Regions from separate parts of the Sus scrofa genome. Here regions 1, 3 and 4 are each linked to region 2. Evidence: chromatin contacts called from public Hi-C and HiChIP or PLAC-seq data. All regions are on one chromosome and are shown on one strand. Each heading gives the region's core, a stretch centred on a gene start, on an enhancer-like site or on the middle of the called end of the contact. The rest is flanking DNA. Distances are from core to core; before and after follow the strand shown. Region 1 overlaps TEAD1 (TEA domain transcription factor 1). Region 2 overlaps TEAD1 (TEA domain transcription factor 1). Region 3 overlaps TEAD1 (TEA domain transcription factor 1). Region 4 holds the start of TEAD1 (TEA domain transcription factor 1).

The links. A called contact is a pair of places that touch in the nucleus more often than the background predicts. HiChIP or PLAC-seq counts read pairs in DNA pulled down with a chosen protein or histone mark.
Region 1: an H3K27ac HiChIP or PLAC-seq map of skeletal muscle shows a contact between it and region 2. The contact joins two enhancer-like sites. A contact is called at or near these places in 2 of 47 Hi-C or Micro-C datasets (psoas muscle and skeletal muscle) and 1 of 2 datasets of contacts at active chromatin or transcription factors (skeletal muscle).
Region 3: a contact with region 2 is called in an H3K27ac HiChIP or PLAC-seq map of skeletal muscle. The contact joins two enhancer-like sites. A contact is called at or near these places in 1 of 47 Hi-C or Micro-C datasets (skeletal muscle) and 1 of 2 datasets of contacts at active chromatin or transcription factors (skeletal muscle).
Region 4: a contact with region 2 is called in a Hi-C map of skeletal muscle, with 13 times the contacts expected there. The contact joins the promoter of TEAD1 here to the enhancer-like site in region 2. A contact is called at or near these places in 3 of 5 promoter capture datasets (fetal liver, fetal skeletal muscle and liver), 19 of 47 Hi-C or Micro-C datasets (alveolar macrophages, embryonic fibroblasts, epiblast stem cells and 11 more) and 1 of 2 datasets of contacts at active chromatin or transcription factors (skeletal muscle).

The regions. Positions count from the first base shown.
Region 1 is chr2:46,569,694-46,572,663 of Sscrofa11.1, forward strand. The region is part of intron 2 of TEAD1 (TEA domain transcription factor 1); the gene reads right to left. Among named protein-coding and RNA genes, the nearest start is that of TEAD1, 99 kb to the right of the region's middle. Within about 2 kb of position 1,303, at least 9 of the 83 cell types and tissues checked have an H3K27ac peak or open chromatin away from gene starts, as enhancers often do. A contact at or near this core is called in skeletal muscle, where this site is marked.
Region 2 is chr2:46,438,726-46,441,754 of Sscrofa11.1, forward strand. The region is part of intron 10 of TEAD1 (TEA domain transcription factor 1); the gene reads right to left. Among named protein-coding and RNA genes, the nearest start is that of RASSF10, 100 kb to the left of the region's middle. Within about 2 kb of position 1,541, at least 4 of the 83 cell types and tissues checked have an H3K27ac peak or open chromatin away from gene starts, as enhancers often do. A contact at or near this core is called in skeletal muscle, where this site is marked.
Region 3 is chr2:46,608,692-46,611,391 of Sscrofa11.1, forward strand. The region is part of intron 1 of TEAD1 (TEA domain transcription factor 1); the gene reads right to left. Among named protein-coding and RNA genes, the nearest start is that of TEAD1, 60 kb to the right of the region's middle. Within about 2 kb of position 1,285, at least 1 of the 83 cell types and tissues checked has an H3K27ac peak or open chromatin away from gene starts, as enhancers often do. A contact at or near this core is called in skeletal muscle, where this site is marked.
Region 4 is chr2:46,668,681-46,671,692 of Sscrofa11.1, forward strand. It overlaps TEAD1 (TEA domain transcription factor 1), which reads right to left and starts at 1,588. Exons shown (of 14, transcript NM_001142669.1): 1 at 1,442-1,588. LOC102164222 (a long non-coding RNA gene) reads left to right here and starts at 993. Exons shown (of 6, transcript XR_002341571.1): 1 at 993-1,080.

The DNA of each region.
Region 1 (2,970 bases), core at 53-2,552, 130 kb after region 2:
GACCTACTGCAATAGCCATCTAACTTGTCTTCATACCTCCAGAGTTGGCGTTGTCAAACACAGGCAAAGTCACATCATCTCTCCTAAAAAGATGCAATGGCTTTCCTTTGTTCCAGGATGGCCACCAGGCACTCAGGGCCCTCCATGATGCAGTGCCAGCCCACATTTCCAGGCTCATTCACCATACCACCCCCCCAGGACACACCTTCAGTTCTAAGAGCACCAGAGCTGTGCCCTCTAAGGACTTTGTGCCTTTATCACGCTGTTCCCTTAGGCCTAAGTGCCCTTCCTTTCCCTCTCTCCCCACAGTAGCAGGTTTGACCTAGGCTTCAGAAATCATCTGAAGTTATATGCAACAATTCCATAACTATGCACAAATAAGCATTTTGTTTTTTTTGGAGATCCACAACTTTCTATAGATTCTCAAAGGGGGTCTGCCATCCAAAGTAAGTTTAAAAACAAAAACACACGCTAAAAATAAAAAAAATACAAAAAAACACTTAAGTGGCCTTTTTCCCACTGAACAAAGCTAGCCCATCTAAGTCTGCCTCTCAGACTCTAACTCTTCTACTTCCCTGCATTTTTAAATATGGACACATGCATTCCCCAATCATAAGTAATCCCACTTTCTGCTGCCATACCACTGAGCTGTATATATCCCTAGTATATAGACTTCCTTCCCTATCAATACTGCAGTTAGTCATACTAGCTGGCTTGTTGTATTAAGCTGACTTTCAAATGTCAACCCCACCACTTATTTACTGTGACCTTGAGCAAATAACTTGACCTTGGTGGGCCTCAGCTTCCTCAGCTGTAAATTGGGGGTAATCATGGTAACCCCTGTCACTGGGTTGCTCTGAGGAATAAGCAAGATAACATATTCTAAAGCAATGAGAAAGTGCCTAGCACACAGTAAGTGGTCAAACAGGTCAGCTATCTTAATTGCTTTATACCTATAGTCCCCACTCACAGTCAAAGCACAGTACAGGCTTTCACTCAACAATTTATGAACCCATGTCTTCCTGAATCCCAGTGCTCATGCACTGCCACGGAAAGCTGTTGGAAAGCATAACTTTCCAACTCAGTGATAATTTAACATTATCTTTTTTATCTCTGCTTATGACCAGTTCTTGAGCCATCCTAATCAGCTTTTTTTAAACCTGGATTACATAAGGGCTCACACCTTGTGCATAAACCCTGGTAGGCCCAACCTCTGCCAACCCCCTCCCCCACCACCGCTGCCAATATGTTAAGCTTCCCAATCCAAACACTGATGACTCTGACTTTGCTACTCTCACAGGAACCAAACTATTTCAAAATCTCCCATTACTCATCTGTTCTGAGGATCCCTGAATTAACCCTTGTTCCACTACTCTGCCTATTTGGACAGAAATCCTTCCTGCCTCTGGAACTAGCATTTGTCAATACACATCACACACAAAAAAATAGCATTTCTTCCTTCTCAGACTAAGAGACTATTAAATATACAAACATCTTTTTCTCTCTCATTTTTTTTTTTTCCTGCTTTCGCCCTTCCTTTCTAGCCAGTTCCTCTCAAGGCTCAGAGGCCTATTGACTCCCCTTTCTTTGTTTTAAACAATAGTTCACATATGTGTACATTCAACAAACATCACTGACACCTTCTACGTCCAGCAAGACAGTCATGGTGGGGTCTCAGCCTTATGGAGCTTCTGGCCTGTTCTAAGGGCACAGCTCTTTGTACTGCACGTTCCTAGCTAATTCACTTGAAATAATATCCTGAATCACAGGTCAGACAGAAAAAAGAAATCAAAGATGCTAAATGATGCTCAGATTAAGAACCGGAAAGAACAGGTTCAGCTCAGTCCTCAAGGCTCCTTCCTCCAAGGCCTGGGGATACTACAAGGCTTCGATTCTATAGTCATTTCCACAGACACAGACCACCTTCCTGGAGCTCACAGAAAGCCCACTGTCTTAGAAAGGAATGGCGTTGCATTTCCTTGACCTGTCCTCCAAATTAGGAGGAGCCTAGGGACCTCAGATGTCAGCCTGTTTGCCTGCTCTGATTAACTGGTGCACACTCCTATCTGCTTGCATGCACTCCTTCTGATGCCCCTTTGTCAGTTCTGCCACCACCTCACTGAAAGGGCCCCTTCTCTCTTCTGCCTTGTGCTTCTATGAAGTAAGCAAAGAGGCAAGTCCAACTCCTGTGCTCTCCTGGCCAGGACGGCTCAGGTCAGCAATTGGGGAGGCCTGGCCAAGAGATGTCTTCCTCCTCATCTTTTCTATTCGACACAACTCAGCTCTGTGATAGCTGACCAGCAGGCATGGCATCCCAACAAGAAAGGGGGCAGCCCCGGAGCCAACCTGACCAAAGTCCCTGAAGACACCTACTCATAAAGAGACAGTCATTGTCCAGCAATTGCTGTGCCCTGGCTGCCTGTAGGATCCTACAGCACCAGAATCTTCCAGACATCTTCCTGGCCACCACCAAGGCCAGCCTTGTGATCTAGGATCCTCCCCACTGCGATATTTGAGACACTTTCTTCCTGCCAGCATTGGGCCAGGTGCCCTGGATACTAGTGGCCAAGAACAGGCTTCAAAAGGCTAAGTGGAAGGTGACCATCTTCAAAGGGCTCTCAGACTTCCCAGAAAGCTCTGGCACGCAGCCCTGACCTCAGGTCAGTGTTTCCTGCAAATGAACTTGCTCCATGCGGGCAGGGACCATGTCTGTCTGGCTCACTGCTATATCCCTGACAACCCCTCATACGGGGCTAGAATGTAGGCAGTGCTCAATACCAATTTGTTAAATTAACTTATGATGACCTCCAGCAAGGAAGGAATGAAAGCGTAGTGGAAAGAGCCCAGGTTTGGGAGTCAGGGAGAAATGGGTTTTTTGTTTTGTTTTGTTTTGTTTTTTGTCTTTTTAGGGCCACACCCACAGCACATAGAGGTTCCCAGGCTAGGGGTCTAATCGGAGCTGCAGCCGCT
Region 2 (3,029 bases), core at 291-2,790:
AGCACCTCTCAGCTCTTCGACTGCGTCAAAAGAAAGGACTTATGTGTTGTTCCTGGTGAGAGAAAAAACAATTTGCAACAAATGTAATTCTTAGAACGACACCTTAATTTCACTGGAGAGAAAGCTGGGGACATAGGCAAGGGTCCACGGGGTGAGGTCAAAACTGCTGAAATTCAGGAACCACAGTCGGGACCTCCAGGTATTAAGAGATCAAGAAGGTGAATGGAGGGTAAAATTTGCCATTCTTCAACAGGGCAACATATAGCTGAAAATCAAGGTGCTGAGTGCGTTGCACTCTGGAGCCAGACAAGAACCTGAGATCTCACTTTCCTCCTATGTGCAATGGGGATACAGGACTGTCATACAGAAGAAGTTCGAAGATGAAAGGAAATAATGCACAGTGCGTGTGTGGCACAGGGCCTAGCAAACGAGAAATGTTTGATAAATCATAGCTGCTAAGATTACTATTACTGTAATTTATTATTACGTGAGATTAACTAGATCCTGGGGTAGAAGGAAAAGAACTTCCTTGCTTCAGCCAACCTTCCTGCTTAGCAAAGAAAAAATAAACACAAATAAGCCAAGAGCAAGTTCAGCGGTTCATCATGGCCCATTCACTTCAAGCTGCTCTCGGTGTGGGCCTCTCACCTGTGCCTGAAAGAAGAAAGAGAACTGTGTCCATTCAGTGTTACATACAATGTGCTTTCTATATTAGTGACCTCGGGTATTCTTTGCCTCCCAACGACACTGTAGGTGGATTTTCTTAATTTTTTTTTTTTTTTTTTTTTTTAAACAGATGAGGAAATAGAAGCTCAGAGATGAACAGACTTGCCTGAGGTCACACATCCAGGAATAGTCCTGGAGTTAAGACTAAAGCATGGATCTGTCAACACCTTAGCCCATGCATTTGCTGCAAACATCAACCGCACTGTCTCCAGAAGAAAATATAAAAGCCTAGATACTTCTAACGCAGATCGACTTTTTCTGAAAGTTGATTTGAGAAAAAAGAAAAAAAGCTCAATAGTGTTTTCACAGTTCTGAGAAGTGAAATTAGAATTCGGGACAAACATAATGATTCACAGATGCATCAGATAGTCTTCAAAGGTTTCTATTTTGAGGAAGTTACCTCTGTGCCCAAGAGGCTGAAATGAATTGAGAACGGGCAGGCTATCTTTGCCAAAGGAAATCGGGCACTGCCTCTCTAAGGCTGGTGACTTGAAACCAGACCCTGACTGTTGGCATCTGAGTGGCTTCATCCCTGCCAAGAGGTGACTTTGTTTCTAAGAATACAAAGGACTAAAAGAAGGTATCCTGGAGGCCACATCAGTAGGACAAACAGACCTCCCTCTCTCCTAAATTCAGTTTGGGTAGGTCGGGAAGCCTTCTGCCCCCAAATCCTAAAAGCTAAAAAGAAGAAATCTACCTGATGTGCCTGGGTTCAAGTGTTAATGAAATTAAAACTCTAAAGCGCATTTGCTGAGGCTTTACTTCCCTTCCTCCCAGTTCTCCTAATAAGGGAAGAAGGCTAGGGTGGCTCCCTCACTTCTCTTTTTCCTTCCCAATTAAATCCTATTCTCTTCCCAGTTGTGGTGGTTTCCCCCAAGCTAAAGATGGAACAGTCAAAAAAGCACAGTTTTATTCTATAGGGCAGAAAACAAATTACCTGCAAAAACAATAACAAAAAAAAAAAAAAAAAAAAAGAAAGAAAGAAAATCCCAAGGATTTGGGGGAACATGTAAGCAGGAACAGAGGGAATGCCACTGAATCACATACACCAAGGCCTAAGATTGTATTTCCTTGATATTCAAAATAGCATTGGCTTGTTCAATCACAAAAAAAGTCTCCTAGGCACTCAGTAGATGTGCTATCAATATATCAATGACAACAGCAGAAAAGGTATTCTGCGTGTGCCTTGTAGGGATTTTAGCAGAATAAGTCAGCACACTCAAGGTTCATTACATGGCAGGCACTGTGCTGGGCACAGGAAATCCATGAGCTAAGAGGACAAAGTCCCTCTCTTCCCAGAGGCTACGGAGTGACTGTACAGAGCTCAGCCTCTATAGACAGACTCATGTGCTGCCTGGACGCAGCTTTTGGCAGGAAGAGCTCTCTGCAGGAGGCTCTCTTTTATCTTGTCACTAACCTTAAGCCAGGGACCTCATGCTCTACTCATTTCCAGCCCCAGCACACCTTTCACATCTTTTGATCACACAATACTTTGCCTAATCTGCTGGGTTCTTTCCACAGATTAAAGAAGCAGAAAGGAAGAATAAGTCATTAGCAGATGACCAGATCGCTTTCCTAGCCTCCCCTTTCGTGAACAAACTGGGTGAACAAGAGAGGATCTAAGGGAAAAAATCATAAGCCGACCAGCCTGTGCACACTGGAGTCTGATCCCCTGGCTCAATGGTTAACTGAGATGTCTTCCCCTTTTCCCTTTAAAAATCTTCATGGCTGAGCAGAATCTTCAGATTCATTGCATCCACCACCTCTCCAGATTGTTGGCATTATGATTTCTCTCTCTCTCTCCCCTGTATTGATTTTTGAATGGCGAGCAGCAAAACCTGTGTTCAGGAACATGCCCATTAAATATATGTTCTCAGAGGTCCCTACAGAGAGAGTTGGGGGTAAGGACTGTCAACATCCCCTTCACATGACTTAAATCCCATGATTTGAGTCAGTATTCACCTGCTCTTTTAATATGGATATCCTTATTCTCTAGTACTAAACACCAGTGTTATTTCCATGAGCAAGGAAACATATGTGGAATCCACCTTGAAAATGTGAATGAAACTTCATAAGCTTAAGATGAAAACCAAGTTACCCATCACATGTGAGAAGAGAACACACTCTCAGATTTGTAAGGTTTCAGAAAACTGACCTTCCTTGCAACTATTCTCAGGTAGCAGTAGGATATGTTCTTATAAAATGAGGGAGTAAATCAAAAAAGAAGGGAGATGAGGGACTAACCCAGAAGAGAGCTAGAGGAACACACGGGCCAAGAGCTAGGCTGCTGACCTGGACAGAGC
Region 3 (2,700 bases), core at 35-2,534, 170 kb after region 2:
CTAAATCAGAACCTGTTTTTGATTTTTGGGTTTTTTTTTGGGGGGGGGTTGCCTTTTTAAGGCCACAGGTGTGGCCTATGGAAATTCCCAGGCTAGGGGCCAGAACTTCAGTTGCCAGCCTACACCACAGTCACAGCAGTGCCGGATCCTTAACCCACTGAGTGAGGCCAGGGATCGAACCGTGTCTTCATGGATCCTAGTCAGGTTCGTTACTGCTAAGCCGCAACGGGAACTCCAGAACCTACATTTTAAAAAGATCCCTAAGTGAGGAGCTCCCATTGTGCCTCAGCATGTTAAGAATCTGACTAGTATCCACGAGGATGTGGGTTCCATCCCTGGCCTCACTCAGTGGGTTAAGGATCTGGTACTGCTGCAAGCTGCAGTGTAGGTCACAGACACAGCTCTCAGATTTGGTGTTGCTGTGGCTGTGGTGCAGGCCAACAACTGCAGCTCTGATTCGACCCCTAGCCTGGGAACTTCATATGCCACAGGTGCAGCCCTAAAAAAAAAAAAAGAAAAAAGAAAAAGAAAAAAAAAAGATCCCCAAGTGATTCCTATGCTAACAAAGTGAGGCTGCTACTGCTGGTCAACAGACTACCCTCGAAAAGCAAGAGCCAGAGGCATACTCATCCAACAAGACTGTCAAAGCCCAGAAAAGGGCCTCATCTGTTCACTCACTCAGCAGCTGTATATTAAGTTCCTATGTCATGCCAGACACTTTTCTAGGCACCAAGTCCTGTTCTAGTCAAGGTGTAATTGAATGCTAAGGATCCTCTAACACTAGGGAGAAGGGCCCATTCCAGTTGCCTGCCCACAAAAGCCAGATAACAACAACTGAAGTGCCTCTGAATTCCAGCTTCTCCAACCCTGGCCCAGCTCCTCAAATGCTTTGCAGGTGTCAGGCTGATATCTCTTCACAATGCACCAAGAACCCACCCACACAATAGCCACAGCCCAGTGGTTTGGGCAGAGCCCCTTTATAAATCTGCAGGTGCTACATTCCAAAAATATTTCTTCTTATAAAGCATGGCAGGAATTCTACAGTGAGGGAAGAAAAGGGTTCAAGAAGGGCCTTATTTTTCCCGGGGGAGAGAAGAGACTAAAACCTCTCACAGAGAGGGTTATATATTTTTTTAATGTATTTATTTTATCAACCACATGCTCACAAGTCAAACATCCCCTCAAAGACATTTTGCAGACAGAGATATTCTGGGAACATACTAGAGGCAGCTTATTTATCTGCCGCTATTATAAGACTAGCCCGAAGGGATGAGGATCAGATGCTATCTCCCACTGAAATGACTGTCTGCCTGCCTGCCACCTCCATGCCAGGTCACATCTACTTCTGCCCCCATATACCCCCAGCTTGGCCCTGCTAAACTGCCCCCCCCCGCCCCACCCCGGTCCTGTGACAGGCTTCTAATTAGTCCAGGTCACTCCCAATGGGGAGGGGTATCTGCTTGCTCCACGTGTTCTGTACCATCTTTGGGTTCAGTACACTGACAGTAAAAGTGTAATTAATACACAAACACAACATTAATACTGAACATTGCCACAGTGCTGGAAACCCTCAGGGGCTGTTAGGATCCCAGACAAACTCAGCTCTTGAATTTCATGCTCCAAAAGGCAATTATAAGGAAGTATATTCCGTGGAGTTCCCTGGTGGCCTAGCAGTTAAGGATCTGGCGTTGTCACTGTTGTGGCTCAGGTTGCTGCTGTGGTATACATTCGATCCCTGGCCTGGGATCCCTCCGCACACCTCAGGTTCAGTCAAAAAAAAAAAAAAAAAAAAAAGAAAAGAAAAAAAGAGAGAGAGAGAAAAGAGAAAGAAAGTATACTCTAGTCAGCTATGACTGTCTCCAAGCTCTCTCCATTGCTATCCTTAATCAAGTTATCCTTTAGGTCACAAGATTTAGCAATTAGGAATGCTTTCCCTACCCCCTGCAGTCTTCTCTACCTTAACCAGGTAACCGACTCCTTCCCCACAGTGAGCATCTTAAGGGCAGGGGCTCCCTGCAGCACAGCATCTCTGGAGACCAGCAGATAACCTGACACATCCAGGTCTTCAGTAAATACTGACAGAACGGCAAATCATTCATCAAGTATCTAATGAGCGTTGAATTTTAGGATTATAATACTAAATGCTTGAGGATAAAATAGAAATAAAGAAGTGGTTAGCCCTGGTTGGCCTTCGGAGACAAAATCAAACAGGGAACAAAGACTATGGAAGTCTGGATCCAAACTCCGAAGTGAGGAGTGAGGGAATTCCTGGAGTAGAGCAAGCCAAGTGCAACAGAAATGGAATTTTCTTTATCCATGGCATCTCACACAGATCCACCCCCAGTCTGTAATTCATCGTGGGTTGAATGCATTTACCACACACCAACCTCTTACTCTGCATTTGGTCAAATTTCTCATCTTTTAAAATAACAGTATCAACTGTATGGTGTATCTTGTCTCCAACCTAAACTGTTTTATTACAAGGAGAACCACAGCTCATAATGGGGTGTGCTTCTCATAGGCATTCTTGCCTTCATTCTCAGCCCCAGCTGGAAGGCTCTTAGTGCCACATTAGAGAGAAGGGCAGGGAGTTGCAGAGATGTGCAGGCCTGCCACAGGCTGTGCCCCGGGACCCAACTCACACCTCTTCACTCTAGATCCCGTGTTCTCATCATCAAGCCACTTCCTCTCCCAGGCCTC
Region 4 (3,012 bases), core at 338-2,837, 230 kb after region 2:
AAGGGTGGAGAAGAAAAAAACATGTCGTTGTCCTGAGCTGACACTTTGCAATGTCTGTAGCATTTTTAATACAAATATTTTTTGAACTGTTTTGAAATCTGATAGGTTTTGCAGACCTTTCTGTCCCAGGACCTGGGCTTCCTCCAAGGCACTGTTTTTAAAACACGGCCTTTTACATTACCCGCTCCTGGAACATCATCTGTCTCTAAGTTTCCAGTGCTCACTGAGGTCAATTTTCATTTCTGCAAATCACAGGCAGCCACTTGCTTCTGAAACGTTAACAAGCCTCCTGAGAAATGCTGGTGGCTGGTATTTCATTGTTCCATAAATATTTTTATACAGTGACACCATTCAACTTTAAATAAATCTTTAAAAAGAAAGAATTAAAAAGCAAAAGAAAATAATGATCTGGATTTTATTTATTTTCGTAGGAGGAAAATAAGGAAGGTGTGAGCCCTCCATTGTTTTCAACTCATTTAAAATGCTTCTTCGGTTTTTAAAAAACACATTTTAAAAGAAAAAAAAGGAAACTCATACAAGTTGAACTTTCTTTAAAGCGGGCCTCTGCACTTCTGAACAAAACAAATGTTGCTGCTACGAACAAAGACTAGAAGTGCACCCTGATTTTCTCCCCTCCTGGGGAATCATTTCTCTTCCAATAAACAAACAAATCCCCCAGTATTTCCTACCAAAGGGAAGTTTTCCAAGGAGAGTCTCCTCCAGGGTTTGGTGGTAACTGCGACTCAGTCTTTTTTGGACACAATGTTTCTGCTGACTCCTGAAAATTTTCCACTTGAATGTGCAATGAAGCAGCGGCGGCGGTAGCAACAGTCCTGGAGAAGCGGCAAAGACGACCGTGCCTCCTTTCATCTTTGAGAAGGAACGAAACCTCCGCCAGCAGCGCAAGTCGGCTCAGACCCCGGGCGGGCCTCGGGGGCCCCGGCGCCTGGGGCGGCCAGGGAGACGCGGTGGGGGGAGTCGGGCCGGCTTGGGGCTCCCAGGCGGCGCCGGCGGCTCTCCCCGCCCGCGCTCGCTCCGAACTTCTGACTTCTCCCAGAAGAACGTGTAAACTGCCCGAGGGTGTGTGCGTGTGCGCGCGGGCTGGCGGACAGGCGCGAGAGGGGGGCGCGGGGGGCGCGGCGCGGCCGCCCCGGCGCCTCCCGGCCGCTGGCGGGGCCGCCTGTTGCCGCGCGGGTTCCTCAGCGCGCGGCCCAACTTGGCGTCCCGGGAACTCGCGCCGCGGCGCCGAGCCGCTCACCTTGAAGGGGCGCGGGGAGGAGGGCGCGGGGGCCCGGCCCCAGTCCTCCGCGTGCCCGCTCACCCGCCGCACACAAAGCAGAGCCCCGAGAGAAAAAGCGGCCCGAGCCGGACGCCGCCGTCCCCCCGCCCCGACGCCCGGCGCACCCCCCGCACCCAGCATCAGCCCCGCGCGCCAACTTACCTCGGCGAAGGGAGCCGCCGCAGCGCCCGGCGAGTCCGAGGCAAACTTCGGCGCTGCTTCCCTCGCTTTCAGCTCGGAGCCCGGCTCCCTCCCCGGCTCCCAGTCCCCGGGCTGGGCCACCCCACCCCTGTTAGCACTGCTCCTGCCCCGGGGCCGGCTGGGCGTACGGGGCTGCTGCCCGCGGCTCCGGGCAAAGGTGGACGGGGTGGGGGGCTTCACTGCATGGCCTGTCCCCGGACGCGGCCGCCCCGGGCCCGGGCCCCGCCGCGCGGACTGGCCCGCAGGGTGGAAGCGAGTCTGCAAAGTGCTTGGTGGGCGCCCGCGGCGGGCGGCGGGGCCGCGGCGGCGGCTGCAGAGGCTCGGCTCGGCTCGGGCGGCGCGGCAAGGCGCGAGCGATGCTAAGAATGTTCGGAATGAGGACAGGAATGAAATGAACGCCAGGACCGAACTCGCTCCGGAGGGGTGGGGCCTCGGTGACGTCATGCGGCCTGCCGCCCGGGGCCGGGGGCGGGGCCTGCCGCCGCCGGTGACGTCATGGGGATTCGGGGCGGGCCCGGCTCCGCCGCCTAGCCGTTGGGGCGCGGGCTCCCCCCGGAGGAGCGGCGGGGCGGAGTCTCGCGCCCACGGGGGAGCCGGGCGCGCGCGGGAGCCGCCCTGCCCCCTCCGGGAGCGGGCTCCGGGCTTTGTCCCGAGCTGGGCGGGGCGGACTGGGGAGGGCGCCTTGGCTGTGCCAGCGCTGCGCGGAAAACTGTGGAAACCTAGGTTCCCTCCGTGGGGCGGGCGATGAGGTCCGAGCTGCGCTCGAAGCTCCTGCAGTGCCTCAGTTTCCCTCCTCCGGGACGCGGAAGGTTGGGCTGCTGCCTACAGCGCTCCTGGTCTCGCGGAAGTCTGCAAGGGTGGGGAAGAGAAGTTTCTCTTCTGGAAATTTACGTTGTTCTCTAGCACGGTGGACGCCTTCCCGGGGCCGGATTCCCAGCCTGCAATTGCTTTCCCTCTTTTTCACTTTATAAAAGTTCAGGGCTCTCGCTCAAGTCGAAGTCAGCCCTACTGTTGAGAAGGGAAACCTTTAGCATAGCGGGGGGGAAAAGATAATTGCTGGGTTTGTAATAATCCTGCCCCGCTAACACGGTCTCCTCCAAGTCGCTCAAGAAATCAAGTTCACTAATCCCTGCGAATTGTGCTTTTCGAAAGCAATGAGTCAGGTAAAAATCCCTAACTCTTTAATGCTGCATCCTGCACCTTCACGTCACTTTTTTTTCTTTTTCTTTTTTTTTTTTTTTCTTTTTGCTTTGTGGGTAAACTTCGCTTACACCTAGACTAACTTTAACTGTATCTTTGGAGATAGTGACAGTAAAGTGACATAGTAGACACTGTGGGTAAATCAGAAAGCAACTAGGTTTGGAGTAATTGTAACTGGCAGTTTCACTTAGATCCAAGTAGCAAAGCGATCCCTGTGCTGTTAACCCCTTTCCTTGGGGCATTTTGCTCTCCTTTCCAGTTGGGACCCCAGGATCAATAATGCCGCCTTTTTTCAGCCTCCTGTTTTGTGTGACCCAGGAATCCCCTAAATA